Linked DNA regions of Anas platyrhynchos: region 1 is linked to region 2. The links are chromatin contacts, called in public Hi-C maps. All regions are on one chromosome and are shown on one strand. The core of a region is the stretch at or near the end of the contact, and the rest is flanking DNA. Distances in the headings are between cores, read along the strand shown. Region 1 overlaps TBC1D24 (TBC1 domain family member 24). Region 2 overlaps IFT140 (intraflagellar transport 140).

Region 1 (6,633 bases), core at 3,847-6,346, 160 kb after region 2:
CCTTTATGTACCCCAAAGTAACACACCACACTGCACCTTAGCAGCCATGACTGATTACTCAGTGACATAAGAGACAGCAAAACTTATTGGGTTGGCTATGGCAGCTGGTTAAAAAAAAAAAAAAAAAGGCAGATCCTTTGAAGCAGAGTGTAAGTCAACGAGTATTTCTGTCCCCTGGGATGGCTAAGGCAGTTTTCCTCTGGTTGGGCCTGAAGGCAGCTAACTGGTGAGCTCGGTGCTGTCCAGCTGTGCTGCCTCACGCTGTGGCCGTTTGCCTGGGCCATGGGAAGGGTCCAGCGGTGCCCTGGCTATGGGGACAGCAGGGACGCCCGCACTGCCCTCCTCCAGGGTCCCCTGAGAGTCGTCTCCACGTACCCCCAGTGAGGGCAGGCAGCAGCTGCTGGTGCCGCACCCCCTGCACGTGGAAGCACGTGGAAGAGCTCCTGGGGGCAGGAGGGGCTGTGCAGAAATCCCCTCGGCCTCTGTGGCCATGGGCTGGCTGCCACAGCTCCGGGCACTGGGACACCGCCTCTCTGCGAGCTCCCCAGCTCCCAGCCTTGTGCTGCCGGCACAGGCAGGAGCTGCCCCCGCATTGCCAAGGGCCGTCCCCACAGAGCACACACAGCTCAGCAGCAGGAGATCAAGGGACAAAACGCTGGGCTGGACGTGTGCTCCTGCACAGCCCAGCAAACAGCTGCCAGACGAGAAACGCTGGAAGTTTTAGCCCTAAACCTTCCTTGAAGAAGGCTGGAGGAGCTGTTGCTCTGCAAGATTCATAGCGAGCAACCAAACTCAGCTGGTGGTCTATGTTGGGTTTGAATCAGAGCCCCTAAAACACAGCATGCTCAGCCCGCTGCAGGATGCAAGCTTGGTACGGCAGCCCCCCCACACCAGTTCTTGAAAGGAACCGAACACCTGGGGTAATCCCTACACCACAGCAGAGAGCTTCCCGCTGTGAGGAGGCAGAAGCAGGTCCCCACATTAACCCAGAGGCCTTTAGGGCAGCAGGGTTTCACAGCGTGAAGAGAAGCACTGGGCCCCAGCTTCCCCCAGCAAGGCAGTGCCAGTCGTGGCCAGCTTGCTCTGCCGAGCGGTGGAGCCCACACTGGTGCTGCTTGGTCTGGGACAAGCACAGGTCAAAAGTTCTGACTTCTGTTTGTGGCACAGAGAGGGACTTCTGCAGCCGGGGGGATGAGGCAGGGCTGCTGGCACACTGGGTTTGTACTCTGCCACAGAGTTTTTCCAAGCTGGCTGCTCACACCATGCAGCTGTGGGAGCATGGAAGGGCTGGAAGACCAGGCAGAAAGTCAGTCAATGGCAGATGGAGGGCACAGCCACTGCCTTTGGGAGGAAAACTCAACCATAAAAAAGGAGGTGAATCACCAAGCAAACAGAACTGGAGCCCAGTCAGCAGCAGGGAGCATGCAACAGGTTGTGACAGCGTGGACAGTCCCGAAGCCTTATCTACATTTGCACAACAGCAACAAAACAGAGGCCGAATTCTCTCCAACATTGCCCAGCTGAAGTCCACGTTCAGTGTCACTGATCAGCCCATTACACGGTCTGAAAACAGAGTCGGAAGCAGCCTGAGGCAGCCACCACGGCCAAGTGGCCAGATCACAACCACCCTCCCCGCTGCTCACGCAGAGGAAATGCAACCAAAAGCAGCGCTTGGGGAGGGCAGCAGCAAGGCAGGGATGGAAATACCCAGCAGGGTGCTTTAAAAAGCATCAAAGCTTTTATTTGTGTTCACTCTTTGCTCTTGTGCCATCAGCTGGCTGCAAAATATCTCCCGAGGAAGCAGATACCTGTGCCATGATTACAGTTGTGCATCCAAAACCCAAAGAAGGGCAGCGCTAGCAGGCATCGCACTCTTCTCACAGGGCAGCACCACTGCAAGACAGAGGACAGCCTTTGCCTGCCAGGAGGCACGGCTCCTCCAGCTTCGGGATGCAAACTTCCCTTCCCATGAGTTACCACCCACAACTTCCACCTCATCAAGCCCTCCAGGTACGACAAGTAGCTCCCACCATCCGATGCATCAAGCATTCAGCTCCCCTTCCAGGTGCAAGGCCGCACAGGTTAAAGCAGCTGCAAAGCTTAAACCACGAGCCCACATTGCTCAGCTTCAAGTTCCCTCAGTTACACTTTCCTTCTACTGAGCACTTCTGGTGTTAAGCTTAAGGTCTATAATGGAGTTGTAAAAGTTGTGAATTGTGGTATTTAATGCTAAGCTCACTTTTGGAAATCATGGTTATCCAGAGAATGCCTGCCTCACACCCATTTGCCCTGCTCCTGCATATTTAAAAAAAAAAAAAAAAAAAAAGACTGGTAATCTCCATTTACTAAATTCTGTGACTTCGGGCCTGTAAATTTAGTCGTGTGTAAGGCAGGGAGAAGGAAGCAGCGTTTCCTACATGGTGAGTCGCAGGGGAACCTCTAGTGGCCACAGACTTTCTTTGCAACAAAGCACGGAGAGCTGGAGTGAGCAACCCAAATTGTTTCTGCAAGCTCAGCAATCCCTCCTTGCCACATTGCATCCCCCCAGAGCACAGCTTTCCTCTTTGAAACACCCACATACAGTAGCAGAGGAGGCCCCCATGTTCTCTCTCTCTCTCTTTTTTTTTTTTTAAATAAAAAAACTCCTACCTGACAAGTGATTTCACTTAAAACCCATCTTTTAGGGGAATTTCACTTGAAGCTCAAACAGCTTTTTTCCCCTGCAGGGAGTCTGCAGAGACACTTTGCTCATAAAATACCTTGATATCCTCCAACTCTACCAATAAGTCGCTGGAGTTCCCCCAAGCCGTAACGATTAAGGCACTGCTGAAGACCTGGCATAGAGCAACAGGAAAATTTGTTCCAATCAGCACTGCTAACTAGCAGCACTTCTTCAACCACGTCAAAAAGCAACTGCTCTGTTATCAGGGATACCAGGAGGGAAGAGATCCAGGTTCAAACCAAGCCATCAAGAGAAAAATACCGGTTTTAAACAATCAATTCCCTGATCCAGCTGCCTGCTGGCTGCTAAGTCAGCTCTGTGCTGTCAGCAGGAAGGTGCAGCCTCTGGAGAGAGCACGGCTGACCTGGATGCTGCGGGATGGTAGCTGAGGCAATGACACTGTTCACATGCAAAGGATGGAGCAGTGCTGCTGGTGGAGTGAGAAACAGATGCTGAGGGGTTAACTGTAGAACTACAGCAGATCCAGAGAAGTCACCCAACGCTGATTTTGCAGATTTAGCCAACACAGATGTATATTGTGAAACCATAAGGACAGGACTGAGGTAGGGAATATCAACAGGACGACCCTAAAAGACAAGGGAAGACTTCATGTACACAGGTGATAGAACCAGCAAAAACTGGCTTGGATTGCTGCAGTCTGTAAATGAGAGGAAAGAAGTCAGAAATGAGAGGAAAAGTCAAAAATGAGAGGAAAGAAGTCAGAAGTTTAGCAGCGAGGCCGTCTGGCCTTCATCAAAAGACCACCAGAGTACCTGGGATGACAACCCGAGGACTCTACCTATGTTACTGGTTCTTCTGGCACCTAACGAATATGCAAGAGACTCAGGGGGAAGCAAAATGAATATGTATATATGAAATGAATACATATATATCCCATCAGTATAAGCACCCTGGTAGTAAACCTTGGTGTGCAAGCCAGGAGGAGCAATCCCCCTTGCGCCCAGCACTGCAATAAACATACCTGCTTTATAACTCTCCTCGAGTTTCTGTGAGTTACTGGTTGGCCTGAGTCAACTGCTGGGGAACAGAATACTCCTCTAAACTTCATTTTAAACATGAGCTGGGCTGGGACACAACACTCTTCAGCCTCAGCCAAGGGAAGGCTGCTCATTCCACAATTTGCCAACCTGTTTTTCCCCAGTCAGTCTGGCACCTGATCCTGCTGGAAGCATTGTGAAAGCTCCAAAGCCAGTCACAAACTGCATGTTCACTGCGCCAGGCTTCATCATTGTGAAGAGTTCACACGAGAGAACACACGCTCAGAGGTTTATTTCTCAGTTTTACCATATCGCTTGCTCTGAGGTCTACAAGCAAAAATCCACAGACAGCTTTGCTGAAGAACAGAGCCAGTAGCTTCCACAAACACCTTTTAATACAATGCAGGATTCTTCACAGTAACAAAACCAGCATCAACGCAGGGCAGCAATTCCAGCACTTGGGTCAGAAAGCAGTTCAGCAGCACACCCGCTCACCTGAAGCAAAAACATCACACAAGTAACACACATTCATCTCAGCTATGAGGAGCTCCATACAGCACTCGGGACAATGACAGGGAAGGTTTCCCCTTTCCTCTCCCCTTAACGCAATTCATCAGAAAAGTGCATCAAAATGTAGGAACCGCAGCTTCAAGGTCTCATGAGGAAGGCTGCCCAGTCTGCCTAGCAGCTGGAAACAGTTCCTGTGGCCTGGCAACAGCTTCAATGCCACTTACAAACAAATGCAAGTTTCTAATGTCAGGGGTTTCTTGTCTTCTCTGCCTTCAGCAGAATACTACAAAGCAAAAACAGCTTCTAGGGAAAGCAAACTGCTCTTGCAGAACTGTGGAAGCTGATGCTCAGCCTGCAGCTCTCCAGCTTCACCCTGAACAGTTTATCCAGTGCCACGGGTGCTTGGCTGCCAACAGGACTGCAAACACGAGGGAGGGCACTCCAACAGTCAGTTGGAACGTGACCAAAACACTCTGCAGCTGGGGGACCTTCAGATAGCTTTAACCTTGTGATAAGGTGCCCACTGGTCCCATTTTCTTCAAGAGCAGTTTATTTGCAGTCCAACTCCAGAGTTTTGCATGTAACATACAAACTGTTGGCTTAATTACCTGGCTTTGATACACACTTGGTCAGCAACAACCATTAACTATACAGAAAAAGCAAACCTCTTTGCTACTGGTAAGTCGAGTCCCAGGGCTATTCCTCTGAGATGTATCGCAAAGAATGAAAACCACACACGAGGATCTGCACTTGAAAAGAAACATTCATTTTTACTGGACCAAAGGAATGTGTGAAGATGACACAGCTTTGTATAATTCCTCTTGCTAGATTATTGCAGCCTCTTGTTTATTTAGGTTATTCAAATTCAGAACAATGCAGCAGTGTTCCGGGATGTCTGTAAGAGGAGATGGCTACAAGGACTAAAGAAGCACACGTTGCAGCAATGGTTTAAGATTGATAAGAGTATCACCAGGCAGCAGGAGGAGGATCACTTGGTACCGAATTAGCTGTTCTCATTTGATACAAGGGAGTCCTAGAACTGACTGACTTTTGACAAGGACTCGAGACTCAGATGTCTGAATCTCACTGACTTTTAGCATCAGTCCCTGAATTCTCACACTAATATGCTATGACAAATTTCTGACCCACTACGAGTAATTTCTGATTTCAAACACCCAAACATCAGTGCGCTAAGAACAGGGCAGGGAAAGGAACAGTGCTTCACTTAAGACATGGTACAGCACTCGGGTTTTACTGACATGGTTGCATCCAGCAAGAACAGAGGGAGAAAAGTCACATCACCACCACCAGCTGCAGGAGAGATTTTGCACATAAAAGCTACTCATTTGGGGTGTAATACTGAAGTCACACAAATCCTGCCAAAACACAGCTCCAGGGAATTTCCAAAAACTTGACAAGTTGAAAATTAATGCTATTATTTTCATGCAAGGGCACTTCACAGGCGGGCTGAAAAGGGAGTTGATATGGACAAAGCTAAGAAATCCCACCTACACTCAAGAAATCCTACCAAACGTGGTACATTTTCCAAGTGTTTTATTTTGTCAGAGGAAGTTTGTGGGATATTACTGAGTGCAACATGATACTGCCAGCTTTGAAAAAGAAGTAATAAGGCAGCATCAGTCAATGCTTATGTTTGTAAGAAGCCAGAAGTTCAAGCCCCTTCCCATCAATACCTCTAAGTATTACTGATTACATCAACCCTTCCAGTTCAACCAAGCTTACAGTAAACCCAGAAAAGAGCAAGCAGCACGTGAATGAATGGCTGGGCACAACTCACTGAGTGCTAAGTGGGAAAGAGGACCCATGCTTACTCTCAAGCAGTATGAAATAATCTAATAGCAGATATACTCAGTGCAAGAGATGTTGTAAATTTGTATATGCAATATAGTATTTCAAGGGGTTATTTTGAAAAAATTCAAAATGGCACCATAAGAAGAAATTCACATTTTTGCTAATTTTGTTCATTGACTTCACAAGTGGCAACAATCTACCAAGACACATATTTCATTGCTGACATGATAAGCAAGCCAACATCATCACCCTGACTGACCTGTGGCCTCTGAGTATTAACATGATTCTGATGAGCCCAGCTGAGATTTTACCACTACAACTTTTAAGTTTTTCCCTTTAATGAACTTCAAGATTAAGTAGTAAGAACATTTTCCCCACTCCAATAGATTGAACAGCTGAAAAAGAAACTCACTTCTCTTTTCCCTTCATTTCACCCACAGTAGTAAATCACCTTACTAGTGAATCTCTCGTGGAAGTTTTGAGAACACCCTGTGGCACGCTCTGGACTATCCACTGGTATTTATGTACTTGTGCTTCATGTGGGAGAGGCTCTGCAGTACATACAGGCAGTGTTAGATAAAGACAGTCAGC
Region 2 (6,421 bases), core at 3,309-5,808:
GGCAGGTAAGGGCTGATGAACACATGGAACAACAAATACGTCGTACTGTTTTTCAAAGACTGGTGTCACAGCTTAAAAAATAAGTGGAAGTTCTGTAAACATACTGACTCTAAATTTGTCATGGGAAAAACGTGTTGAGGATTTTAGCTGTAAGTTTTACATGTTGTATTCTTTAGTCTATTATGTTTAAACACTACTGCACTGTAGCTAATCCTAGTAAGTATTTATGATAAAAAACAGAATTATGTAGGGACCAGAATGCTTATGAGGATATAAATTGCATGCATATGAATATATATTACTGATGGGAAATTTATAATATTAAATGTTTTAAGAGGAAAAATATACCCTGTGCACATTCTGTATATTCCTGTGGAGTCTTCTGTGTAAGTTTTGTAGCCTCTGCTTGTCATGAGAACCAAAAAGAGAAATGTAGTTATTACAGTTCTATGATACATAATTTTATTTAAGAAAGGGAGGTTTTATCAGAATGAGGACTGATACAATGTTTTTCCAGATGTATATTAGTGGACCTTCAGGGAGCTGTATTCATGCATCCCTCTTAGTTGAAAAAAGTTGTATTATCAAAGAGGCCATTTTTGCACAAGTATTTCTATAAGTTTTAGCTTTTTTGGAGGCTATATATCCAGTTTTCTACCTGAAGCAGATTGTGGTTTTGGAGATCTTTTGTGAGTTTTGTGAGGGGTGTGTGTGCCAAGTGCATTTTCTCTCATTTTGTTGATAGTGATTCATCTAACATAGAAGTTTAGCAATTAGCTTAGTAAGAAAATATTAAACTCTGAATGTACAAACCTAGTGTTACACCTTTCTTCTTAGGGAACAGTTAAGCAGCTTTTGGTGTTCTCTGAAGCAGAGGGAAATCCGTGCCTCTTGGATGTCTGTGGAAACTTCTTGGCTGTGGGAACTGATTTGGCTCACTTCAAAATCTTTGATCTCTCTCGCAGGTATTAATTAGCCTTTAAAAACAATCTGCTCATACTTGAGGACATTTTCTGTGGGGAGGGGTGAAATCTTTAGCTGGTTTTGATGTACTGAAAAGTGATTACCTCTTTGAATCTCAAGACAATACAGTGTAGCCTGCATGAACTGATGGCATATTCCTGAAGTAAGTGAAGAGACAGAGAATTGTTAGACAAATCACGGGCTGAGTACTGTAACAGTGACTTAGGGTATTGTTAGGTTTGTTTGTATGTATTGGAATGTAGGTGGAGAACTTAAGGAAGATCTAGACAAGGATGTTACATGCTTCTTCTAATAAATTGAAGATGATCTTTATCTCAGAAAAGTTGAAATAAAGGAAAAAGTGAGAGATTTACTTACATTTGTTCTGGTTACACTGTGGTGCCCTTCTAACAAACTGCTATGGCACGTAAAAGATGACAAAACGTCCAAATCAAAAATGTACTTGTTAATGACAAATATGACTTTGAAAAACATTAAGAGTAAAACAAATTCTCTTACATACTGTGACCAGAGGACTGCTAAACTGAGGTTGTCTACATACCACAGAACACAATTTGAAGGTAATGTATTTGGGCAGGTTGTTGTTAGCACAAGTATTGGATTGGTTGTGATGATTGATAGTGAAAGCAGCTAGCTGAACTCCTCCGTGCTTTGTTAAATTTTCATGGCTAGTAATGATAATACCCCTTTTTAAATTATGACAATATATCACACCTAAATTTTAAAGTTAACAGAGCTGACAGAACAAACGATGGGTCCAAGCATGTAATCCGAGAATGTTATTTTTACAGAATCAAAGATTTTCCTACATGGGAACCTATTATGGGTCTAAATTAATGTCGCTTTTTTCTGTCACATTCTTTAGATTCATGACATTTGTCCTCTTTGCTGAATAATTGCTGGGGTTGTATCTATAGCACTGGTGAGATTCTTCTGAAATGATAGTCCTTTGTAAATTGTGTGCAGATGGAAAGTCACTGGTATGGTATAAATGCCATCCCTGTTCCCCAGTGACATTACTCTTTTTCCAGAGTTCATCTTTCCCATTCACAGAACTTCTGTGATGAGCTATTTTCAGCATTACAGTACTGTTCAACTTACATAGGAAAAAGCAGTCCTCTGAATTAAAATTCTGGTAGGATGTTTTTGGTTTATAGCCCTCTCTTTGGAGTCCTGTTGGAGCACTGAAGATTATTCTTGGTGATTCATTGAGGAATGAGTGTTTCATTAATTTCTGAAAGAAAGGCAGGTCACAACAGGAGAGGAAGCTAGAGTTTGGGTCAAAAGTCTTGTAAGGAAGAAATAAAATTTTTTTGAGGTCTTTTTTCTTACCTGTAATTTGAAAATATTTTGGCTGATAACTACTGTTGCTTTATTGCTACCATACAACTTAAACTTATTCCTTTCCACAGAGAGGCAAAAGTGCACTGCAATAGCAAGAACTTCTCTGAGCTGTTTCCTGGCCTTGGAAGCATTGCATCTGTCAAGTGCAATGCTAACGGCAACAAAGTCAGCATCCTCGTTAGCAAGGTGAGGTGAAACTCTTCACATACCACCCTAGGGCCTGACCATCAGATCAGTTAATAGACTGGTACAGTTCAAGATGATTACTGACGACACTTTAACTTCACAGAAACAAACCTGTATTTTCTATAAACGATATTGTTGGTCTTGAAAGGTTGCATGTAACAAACACTAAAATTAAGCTCTGTTAAGGTTTTGTATATTTGGTGAGGCGAACAGCCCAGTTTTTTAGTAGCTCAGTTGAAAAACTGTTTTATAGCATTTCAAAGAAATCAAAGGCAAACTCGCTAGAATAGAGAAACAGCAAGAAATGTTATGATACTTCTTTTGACTGTTCTTTTGAGATTGCAAGTACTTGAAACTGTTAAGAGCATGAATTGAATTAGATGAGCATACCGTCTGAACTTTTTGCTTTTTACCTGTGTCCTTCAGCAACTTTTTTCCCATTCTCAGGCAAATGGGAGCATTGATTCCAAGATCTGTTTCTATGATGTTGAAGTGGACAAAGTTACAGTCTTTAATTTCAAGGATGAACAGGGGAATGGTAGAGAGAAGCTTTCTTCTGGACAACGTATTGACAGGTAAGAAGCTTTTATTTTGAAAAATATTACCCGAGGCTTTAAGATAGGAATCTGTCATATGAAAATGAGCAACATCTTGCTATTGGTATTCCTCTGTCTGTGTAGGAATTTATACCAATTATTTTTTTTTTCTAAAGATTCAACTAAAACTGATATATTGTGTACTAACCAATACTGCATCTCTTTCTCTTCCAATATGTGAACTAGGGAGTGTTAAATGAAAGTATGGAAAGCAAGCTTAAAATAATCAGGAGGTGGTGGCGGTTCTTCAGAAACTATGCTAAGGAACTTCTTTACCAAAGGAAATTATAAATGCTGAAGAAAGGGTTCATGGAGGTATTCAGCAAAGAATAATGCAGTGAGATAACTGTGTGGAAGCCGTATCTGGCTCAAGAGGTCTCTGGGGAATATGTGTGGAGGTATATGACTGGAATCAGGGTCCTGGTCTTAGAATAATTTTGTTAAATATTGGAGACTTTCTCTTCCATGACAAGCTTATGGGATAGGAACTGTAAAAAAAAAAGACATTCTGGAGTTCCTCCTGAGGTAAAAAGAAAAATAATAAAATATAAAAATGTATATATTTAAATTTCAAGACAGAATGTTTTATATGGATAAAAACTTCCATGAAACATCTTTTTAGAACCCACAGTTTTCATTTTATATAAGCTGCTCTGCGGTGAATACAAGTATTAGGTTTACGTGGCAAGTTTTTGGTAGCAGGGGAAGTTGTGGAAGAGCGACCATGAAGGAGTGACGGATGGTGAAGTGTTCTTGTCTGACTGCAGCCCCTGTTGCCTCTTTACCTGTTCCACTCATGGGGAGAAGGTGGAAGAGGCTGTATGCGGGAGAAGTGTTTTTAGTTTGCTTTTAGCTCTCACTGCTCTAGTCTATTATCAGTAGACAATAAATTATATTAATCTCCCTTACGCTGGGTCTGTTTTGCCCATGACAGTAATTGTTGAGCAATCTCCCTGTCTTTATCTCAACCCATGAACTTTTTTCATCCTATTCTTTTCCTCCTCCTTTTGAGGAGGAGGAGTGAGAGTGGTTTGGTGGGGTTGAGCTACCTACCTGTGTGAAACCACCACAATGTATTAGTAATCCTAGTAGCAAGGCAGAAAAATGCAGTGAACTAGGATTTCTCGTGGAAGTACAGTGGGATATTAGTATGAATTTATCTGGTTTTACAAAAATTTTCCCTACTGTATTTTTCTTAAGAAATAACAACCTTAGAAGAGGAGGTGATTTCATTTTTTCAACAGCTGTGTAGATATTACAGGGGGAAAAAATATAAAGTTGTTATTTTCAGCATTGCAAAACAGAAAAATACCCAGCTCCTTAGTAACTATGGACAGTGCAAATTTGGGGTCTTACATCTTGGTCAAGCAAACAATGTAATAAGAGTAATGAGAAAGTTGTTTTCGAGTGTAGTATCCTGTGTAGCCCAACAGAGGCCACTACAAACTAGTATTACTATTTGAGTGATGCTTAAAGGCTAGGGTAAGTGTCAGCATGAGTCTGTTTATCTGTGCTTCATTTTAGAGAATCTTGAAATTAAAATGAGTAAACTCATCAAAGAATAATCAGGTAAACGTCTTTCCCTTCTCTGTCCTCCTGAGGCAGAATCTAAACACTCCCAAATCATACTGTTTTTCAATTCGAGAGCAATTTATTTTGATTTAAATGTCATGGGAAGGACACTACATATGTATACTTCCTAATGATTCTTAATTTGCCTTCCATCTCTACTCCATCCCCTTCAAACACACCCCAAATTCCACCCTTCAGAGTTGACAGCAAAGAAAAAAAAGTCTTTAAGATTTGACACCTGTTTATAAACGTTTTTCAGACTAATCCTAAGCTATTGCTAAAATAGTCAGATTCTGTATGTCTACATTCTTCACATGGCCTGCCCTAAGTAATATTTAAATGCCTGAAGGAGGCAGTAAGATATTTCTTGAACTGCAGAGGGCAGCTTTCATAAAGTTGCTGGCGTTGTCCTTGTGCTTATTCCGCTATTTTGTAATGTCTCTGAATTCTTTTAAGAACACAATATTAATTTCAAGTGCAGTGCTGAGAAAAGGGAATGAACAGTGGCATATCTAAAGACTGAGGTCCTCAGCTGCAGGTCATGTTCAATTGCAACTTCAGTTTCCCTCAGCATTGGGAAGTTGAGCGTTGAAAACATAGATCACTGTATCTAGCTCTCTTTGAACTCCCAGTTCAGAGAGATCTGTTGCCTGAGAATATAAACTATTTTTCCCCCCCATCATTTTCATCAGTTTGCTAGTTGTAATCTCTTAGACCACCACCGCCACTACTACTTAGCTGTATTTGAATATGAAGCACATGGACTAGAAACTTTACTGCTTAACCAAATGCGTAGCAGTGTACTCAAGCTGTCTTTAACTGGCTGGGTATCAACAACCACCTTGGGGCAGATCGTAAAAACCTGCAAGAAAATAGAGCTGAGGTAGTCTCAATGCTACAGTAGTTGGTAGTAGCAGTAGTTAAAGTTTAAGTAGTTAAAGTGTGTTCAAATGCTGCTGTAGGACATGTGATCTCAGTGAAAGCATATTTTGAGTGCCTGTTTGCATTTGTGACAGTATCAGCTTTTTTCCTGAAATGATTTATGTCCTATAGTCATAGTAGACTTATGCTGAATAAACTGAACATGGCATTAGTGTATACAGACTCCTTGGAAGTTGGGAAGATGCATATAGTTAATGTTGCAACACAGAGCTAGCAGTCAAGATAACTGATAATCATTTGAAGGTTATCCCTTGGTTAGTCCTCATCTGAAGCTTATACACTGAATGGACTGGAATTATTCTGTCTCCATTTCTGTATTTCTTGTTGGTTTTGGTAGGTCTGTTGTGGAGTATCCAGACTTGCAGAGTCACATCCCTGTTCGCCATTTCTGGGACAACAGTGAACCAAGACTTTTTGTATGTGAAGCAATTCTTGAACCAGGCCTACAATCCCCAAACCAGAACAAAAACCAGACTGAGAGCACGGTAGGGTCTTTTTGATTATTTTCCTCACTGTACATGTTATTCTTCCTATCTGAGTAGTAAATGATTGGTAATTTGTTAACCTGTAGAAGTAGTTGTATATGTTACCATGTGTGTGAATGTGTGACGTTACTTTCAAGAGAAGGTTCTACCAAATGAATATGGAAAAGAAAATCAAAATGAAAGAAAGATAGTGCACCAGAAAAACAATTCTTTACTTCCTTTTCCAGATGGATGTCTGGATTATGTCATTCTTCAGTAGTGAAGAACATGGCCTTTTGCTTCAAGACAGCTTCCCATTGCCTTCATTGTACC

Evidence for each region. A called contact is a pair of places that touch in the nucleus more often than the background predicts.
Region 1: a Hi-C map of skeletal muscle shows a contact between it and region 2, with 3 times the contacts expected there. The contact joins two enhancer-like sites. A contact is called at or near these places in 2 of 8 Hi-C or Micro-C datasets (skeletal muscle and subcutaneous adipose tissue).

The regions. Positions count from the first base shown.
Region 1 is chr15:7,017,730-7,024,362 of IASCAAS_PekinDuck_T2T, forward strand. TBC1D24 (TBC1 domain family member 24) reads right to left here. Exons shown (of 9, transcript XM_027468969.3): 9 at 4,976-6,633. Among named protein-coding and RNA genes, the nearest start is that of ATP6V0C, 7.8 kb to the left of the region's middle. Within about 2 kb of position 5,097, at least 3 of the 8 cell types and tissues checked have an H3K27ac peak or open chromatin away from gene starts, as enhancers often do.
Region 2 is chr15:6,853,758-6,860,178 of IASCAAS_PekinDuck_T2T, forward strand. It overlaps IFT140 (intraflagellar transport 140), which reads left to right. Exons shown (of 29, transcript XM_038186737.2): 11 at 1-5; 12 at 838-965; 13 at 2,397-2,514; 14 at 2,962-3,089; 15 at 5,962-6,109; 16 at 6,337-6,421. Among named protein-coding and RNA genes, the nearest start is that of IFT140, 19 kb to the left of the region's middle. Within about 2 kb of position 4,559, at least 1 of the 8 cell types and tissues checked has an H3K27ac peak or open chromatin away from gene starts, as enhancers often do.